2 separate regions of the Zea mays genome follow, and region 1 is linked to region 2. A link is a contact called in public Hi-C data. All regions are on one chromosome and are shown on one strand. Each heading gives the region's core, a stretch centred on a gene start, on an enhancer-like site or on the middle of the called end of the contact. The rest is flanking DNA. Distances are from core to core; before and after follow the strand shown. Region 1 holds the start of LOC103626147 (peptide-N4-(N-acetyl-beta-glucosaminyl)asparagine amidase A). Region 2 holds the start of LOC100192519 (CHS13).

Region 1 (3,643 bases), core at 1,006-3,505, 150 kb after region 2:
CCAATATCTAATAAGTTTTAAATCAATTTTGTGTTAGTTCAAATTTTCTATATGCTTAGATCACACATTATCTATTTCTAGATGAAATTGCTGCTGAAATTGATTAAATATCTAACATATAGTATGTTCTTATGCTCGCTAAATACAACACATATATAAACACCTCACTTATGTGACCGACGGTGATATACAAATGTATATAGTTATATTACTTTACCTAATTTATATCTAAATTGTAATTATAAGAATGAATTTCAATTCAAGGATCCACCTTATTCCAATGTATATATGTTATGGTGTGGTGCTCGTTTTTTCATCGTTCTGCGAAAAAAGTAAACCAACACGCTCTTTCAGTTATCCTTATCCACCACAAGCAGACCATCTCAGCTCTATTCCTTTCTCAGCCGCGGTGCTACTGCGGCCGCCGCCCGCTCTGCAATGCCACCGGCGGCGGCTGGCGATTCCTTCACGCAGGTCTCGTCGGAGTGGTCGGACACCACGTTGTTGCCTCGGCTGGTCACGTTCCGGAAGAAGCATGCGTCGGAGGCCTCATACCTGTACGTCTGGCGCGCGGCCCACGACTCCCGGACGGCTTCCCCGTCCTCGACGTCCACGTCCCGGGCGCACTCCTGCGAGTTGCTCAGCGACCGGGCCCAGAACCCCGACCGGCCGGCGGCGACGCGGTCGTCGCTGAACCCGAGCTGCACCTTCGTCGCCGCGGTGTACGAGTCGACGTCGGTCTGGTTCACCACTCCCACGAACTTGTACAGCGTGAAGCTCTGCTGCGCCTCCTGCGCGTACAGCACGCCGGCGTGGTCCGCGACGTGGGCGGCGGAGTACGCGTCCGTGGTCTGGTTCACCTCCGGCTGGAAAAAGCTGTCGCGGAAGTTGATAGTGTTCTCGTAGCCCAACCTTTGCGTCCACGTCGCCGTGACCTTGCCATACGACGGCGTGTGCACCCACCCGGAGGCGGAGACGTGTCGGAACGCTGTCGTGTAGTAGAGCCCGTTGTTAGGGCCATCGGGCAGAGTCGCGGTGGCCGTGTCCAGCGGCGGCGCGTCGTAGCTGACAATGCCCGCCGCCGTGGCTGCGCCCCTGGGGTCCAGCCAGAGGTGGAGGTTGGCGTCGACGAACCACGTGTCCATGGCGTTGGTCACCGTGAACGCGACCTCGTGCTTCTCGCCGTCCAGCAGCTTGCCCAGAAAAGCCGTGAGCTCGATGTCGTAGGATGGGAGGTTGAACGAGCCGATGCCGGTGATCGGTCGCCAGAGCAACGGGTTGATGCCGCCGGTGTAGACCACGGGGAACGGCCACACGACGCCGACCAAGTCGCCGTCGATCTGAACAGCGACCTCGCGGAACGGGCCGTTTCCGGCGGCGTTCCCGTACCAGAACTCGTCCTCCGAGTGGTAGGAGAGGTACACCTCGAGAACGGCACGGTACGTGTTGGCCGGCACTGTGATGCTCGCGGACGCGATGTCGAAGTCGTCCTTGATCTCGAACCACAGGCCGTCGTTCAACGGGAGGCTCCGCGATATCGGAGCGACGACGTCGGCGGGGCCTAGCCCGGGCTGCGGCGGCGGCGGCGGCGGGTGGCGGAAGTAGAGGTGTAGCGTGACGTTGGCGTGGAAGACCCCGATGTACTGCTGGTCCACGATGTTGCCGAGGTACACAGCGAGCGTGGTGGGGTCGCGGGCGGCGAGGAGTGACGCGTACTTGGTGACGTCCTTGGAGACCGTCCACTCGACGCCGGCGCCGCTCTGGATGGGCGGCTCAGCGGTGCAGCCGCGGAGGAGCTCGGCGCCGCCAAGCCACACGCCGAAGACGCGGTCGTACTGGACGCCGCGGCACGTAGCGCGCCACTCGAGGACGGCGAGCGAGATAACGGCCGCGCGGCCGCCCGCCGCCGCCAGGCACGGCGGCGGCGAGTAGGCGACCGTGGCGGGGGGCTTGGCGTAGGTGTACGCGAAGGAGTGCGAGAGGAGCAGCGTCGAGCACGGGCCGAAGCTGCCCGGCGGCGGCCGGTGCGGCCGGTCCACCTCGAAGAAGACGGTCGGCTGGTCCGGCGCGGGCGGCCGCGGTGCCAGCGGTCCGAGCGCGGCGACGTCCGAGGCAGAGAGACGGAGCTTGTGAGGGAGCGAAGCAACGGAAGCCGGGACTAGGGAGGCCATGACGAGGACGAGGAGTCGCACGTAGGAGCTGGCCATGTCTCTGCTGCGTTAGGGGTGGAGGACAGCGAGAGGCCCTAGCTGGTGCTTTGGCGCGCTTCTTGCCGTGGAGGGGATTTAAAAAGGGCGGTAAAGAGTAGAAGTGAAGTAGAGCGCACTCCATTTTCAGGGACCATGCAATGCTCTTATTCCCTGATGGAGTGACGGTAAATTGGACTGCAAGTCACACAGCGACACTAGGCCTCGCTAACTGAGGTAATGGAGCCTAATGATGTAGCTAAATGTTTGATCAGGTTTGGATTGCAAGTTTAACTTAGCATGGGTCAGTGAAGTTAAACTAGTAATGCAGACAGGTGCTGCAGGAGGGCCGAACATTAGCTATGTTCTGTACCTGTGTATGGCTCAGATTGCTACAATGTTTACAAGAATGGTCGCTGGAAAGGAGAAGCATACGCATTCCCAGAAGCCAGAAGGTCCTGTGATCCTGTTCTATATCTGCTCCGATTCTGAGTGGCAGAAATGCAGATCCTACGCTGGTATTAGATGAAGCAAATTTATAGGAAGTAGTATTCTCAACAAATCCTCTGGGGCCTGTCTGAAGTGGTGGCTGGCTAGGACTGGGAGGCAACTTTGCCTTGCTTTGCTTCAGGGGCTGGCTGCTCTGATGATTCTCCTCTCTGATTGGGATGGTGCGCCTGTACGCAACCGTTCAGGGCCCACGATACTAGATGTAGCTGCTAAAATGTGCGTTTTTGCCAACGATCATAACTAAGGGGGGGCTGGGCCTGATTCTACGATCCTAGTCGATAGATTCTACAACACAGGGATCTTACGTTACCACCAGCACACTTACATCATCCCTGAACGGATCCATGGCTTGGGACCAGCAGATCAAACCATCCATGGCTTGGGATCTTACAGCTGTTCGTCTGTCTGACTTTAATCCGAAACAGTTTCTATTGTTCAAAAATATTTGCATTTCGGATGCAAACATACCCATTTGCATGCAAACATACCCATTTGCAGCCTCTCATATTCACTACCTGAAGGCCCACAAAAACATATCAAAATTTACAAAGTAACCCCTTATGAATTTATTTTTTCTTCTATTTATATGAGCCTCCATGTATAGGATGTGAGAGGCTGCAAAGGAGTGTTTGTATTTGGGATGGAAAGAATTTTTTTTTCTCGGTATTTTGTCTCTATAGATTTTAACAGCAGTTCGAACAACTGATTTTAATCCGAAAAAAAACAATCCGAAAAAAACAAATGAAAAGGTTAGAAATACTGTGCAAAATGAGCATAGGTATATTTAGGACCTGTGATACTAAGTCCTATAATTATTTGATGATTTTTTAAAATAAAATCCCGCTGGAACAATTTTTTGGTGATATTTTAAAATAGAACTCCGTTCAGGTATAGGACTCCTCGTGAAGATGCTCTTTCGACAGAGCGATATGGTAGACTGGCAGCAG
Region 2 (3,262 bases), core at 160-2,659:
GCTCTTTATCCTATGTTTCTGTATATATGATTAATCTTTATGCTTGCTATGCAAACCTTCCCTCTGTTATATTAGCTTGTGAATGTTTTCTTAACACCTTGGACTAGAAGTCCTTCGAAGGTGATGCCTGGGCCAAAAGCCAAGATCAATCCCCAGTCTTCACTTATTGTCCCTTTCTTTAACTCGTCCCTCAAGTACTCCAGCACATAGAAGATTGTATTGCTGCTCACATTTCCGTAGTTCATCAAAGCCTTCCTGCTAATCTTGAGCTTCTCTGGCTGAAGTTGAAGGCAGATCTCAAGCCTGTTTAGTATTGCTGGTCCGCCAGGATGCACAGCCCAAAACACATCGTTGAAATCCTTTATCCCTACCTGGTTCATGAGAGTCCTGCAGAACCCTTCTATGCGGCTTTCAATCTTCTCAGGCAAATCACGCCCCAGTTTAAAATTAATTCCTTCCTCTGAGATGTTGCCATCGATCACTTTATCAGTGCCAGGTAGGAACTCCTGTGTGGAGAACTGAAGCTCCAAGAAAGGATTTTCAGCTGGTGCCATGGGGCCTGCTCCTATAATCACAGCTGAGGCTCCATCACCAAACAGGGCAGCACCAACAAGGTCATAAGGACGGTCATAACTGGGTGGCCGGAAGCCTAGCACAGTGGTCTCAGCAGCCGTTACTAGGACACGGCTCCCTGGGTTGTTCTCAGCGATGTCCTTGGCAGTGCGGAGGGCAGCAGCACCACCGGAGCAGCCAAGGAAGAGAAGGGAAGTGCGCACGGTGTTTGGACTAAGGCCAAGGCGAGCAGCCAGGTGAAGGTCACCCCCCGGGAGACGAAGTTCACTGGATGAGATGTAGATGAGGTGGGTGATATCAGCTGCAGGGCGGCCCCATTCGTGGAGGGCAGCACGAGCTGCAGCAGCACCAAGGTCGATCACCGCGGCATTGCAGATGTCAAGGCGGGGTGTCAATGTTGGAGTACCCTCCATCTTCAGCTCTGGGTGCTTATCCAGAAGCTCCTTGGACATAACAGTGTACCTTGTCCTCACTGTGGTGGTCGTGCCTGGAAAGTAAAATCATTTGGAAAATACTCATCTGCTTACTAGAGGCAAATCAAATCATCACATAGATACTCAAGGTAAAGATAAAGACCAATTTAGCATACAAAGGCGCTCGAGCTTGGCCCTGGTGTCGGGATCGTCGCAGCTGCTTTCTTGGAGGTAGCTCGCCGCAACCTTCTCCTGGGGCAGGACTTGGTCAGGGAAGCCCTTGCCCAAGGCGAGCAGCATCGCCTTGCCCCTTGAGCCCTGGCTCTTGCCGTTGGCGTCCGTGCTGCCAGTGTCCGTCATTGTCACCGCACGGGCGCTCCTTGGTCCACCTTTCTGTTTCCAGTGCTGTACTGTTGTGGTTTTCTTGGTGCGGCCAGGCCATGGCAAACACATCTTCGGTGCTTTTAATGGGTGGCGCGGTTTGCGGAAGTGTTTGTTTGGTTTCGGTTCTGCAGGAGGACGGAGGAGGCATGGGTGAAAACATGGTAGGTCGCGGACTGGTCGTCTCACTCTCGCTTCTTTTCTGGGGGGAGATGGTTCATTCTTTCCACCCCCTTCTTTGGTCTGCCCAGTGTTTTTGCCCATCCAGTTGGTGTGATCTTTCCTACTTGTCCTTATATGGTCGTCCCGCAGGTACGAGCGTGAAGTGATGCTAGAAAATGTAACGCTGTTCAGTTTACATGTTGGTTGATGCTGAAGCCTTGTGGCTAGGTGCTATGTCCTATGATGTTTTGCTGCAGATGTTTCTTTTAGCGCAATGTGGCAGGTGTTCTGTCGTTGCATTTCATGTGCTAGGAATTGGGCATATGTTCAAAGGTCTCAGCCGTCGAACTGAACTGACAGATGAGAAACGAAGAGAAGTAAAAAGAAACCAAAACTGGGAAACAGCCGGAAAGCAAACGTCCTGTTGGTCGCTCTTCTTTAATTTGACCGATGAACACTTGTGTTCGTGTCATAGTCAGTTGCTAACACATGGCATCTGGTGAAGAACAATACTTCTGTGAGAGGCCTTCTTGTTTGCTCCGGATCGTGAGTCATGTGTTAGCAATGACCTCCTATATAATTCTCTACTAATCTTATTTCTCATGAGCCTATTAGACTTAAAAATAAGGGATTTTTACAGTGACGCTCTTAGTTGTGGACAACTACATAAGTCTACCCTTAGTTTTAGTTTTGTCCACCCCGTCACCCGTTTGCCTAGCAATACATCCGCATGCCGTTTTCGTCCACCTTGCAGTGACTGACAGGACGGACCCACAACTCCATCAACACTTGCAATTGGGACCCACTACAAACTTTCCCCATCATCACTTCCTGAGCAAAAATCTCGATCCAGACGATGCCCGCTCTCCCTGCTTCTCCTCTCCCCGTCGCTGATCCCCACCGCTGGCGCTAGCTCAACCGCCGCTCCTCGTCGCTGTGGCACCTCACCTTGGCCTTCCCCGCCGCCAGCTCACAGCCACCGCTCCCCGCCGCTGTGGCACCTCACATTGGCCTTCCTCGCTGTCCTTGGTAGACTTCCTCCGGTCAACACTCGAGCCGCCCCCAATAGCCTTCTTCCTTCATAGACGCCGCCGCCACAGCAGCTCCCCTGCAACATGGTTCTGCTGCACATTCACACTCTCCCTGCGACGCTCCCCAACCCTAGGATTGCTCGGCGCGGCGCTCCCCCATCTATTCCCTATGACGCAGTGCGTGGAGCTAGGTTACTGTTGATGTGCACAACACACCTTTTCCCTGGTCGTGCTCGATGCGATGCTCCCCCCACCGAGTCTCCATGGCGTTGTGTGTGGCGCGCACCTGCTTGGCAGTTCATATGCAGCTATAGGTGTACATTTAGGCCGGATCTGGTGGACCGGCTCGAAGCACTGCCCAGACACGGCACGGCCCGTTATATCAGGCTGGGTTTGGGCCGAGGTCACGGCTCATAGGCGGGCACGAGCACGGCCCGTTTAAGGCAGACACGAAATGGCCCATATAGAGGCACGAAAAGGCCCATATATTTATTAAAACCACACTTCATTCCACACTTTCATATACTTGATAAATAACACAAAGCTAGAGATAATGCTAGTTAGATGTTTTTTGTAGCTTTGAATTAGAGTGTGTGATGTAATTTTGCTTTTGTTATGAACATTAGACAATAAACTGAACTTATGAACTTTGTATAGAGCTGATTATACTCTTTTTCCTTCTAACAAAATGATTTATAAACG

Evidence for each region. A called contact is a pair of places that touch in the nucleus more often than the background predicts.
Region 1: a contact with region 2 is called in a Hi-C map of tassel, with 3 times the contacts expected there. The contact joins the promoter of LOC103626147 here to the promoter of LOC100192519 in region 2. A contact is called at or near these places in 6 of 25 Hi-C or Micro-C datasets (bundle sheath, ear, leaf and 3 more).

Annotation. Positions count from the first base shown.
Region 1 is chr5:28,203,709-28,207,351 of Zm-B73-REFERENCE-NAM-5.0, forward strand. It overlaps LOC103626147 (peptide-N4-(N-acetyl-beta-glucosaminyl)asparagine amidase A), which reads right to left and starts at 2,256. Exons shown (of 1, transcript XM_008646530.3): 1 at 249-2,256. The coding sequence starts at 2,207. The coding sequence ends at 390.
Region 2 is chr5:28,058,568-28,061,829 of Zm-B73-REFERENCE-NAM-5.0, forward strand. It overlaps LOC100192519 (CHS13), which reads right to left and starts at 1,410. Exons shown (of 2, transcript NM_001137739.1): 1 at 1,163-1,410; 2 at 1-1,060. The coding sequence starts at 1,346. The coding sequence ends at 72.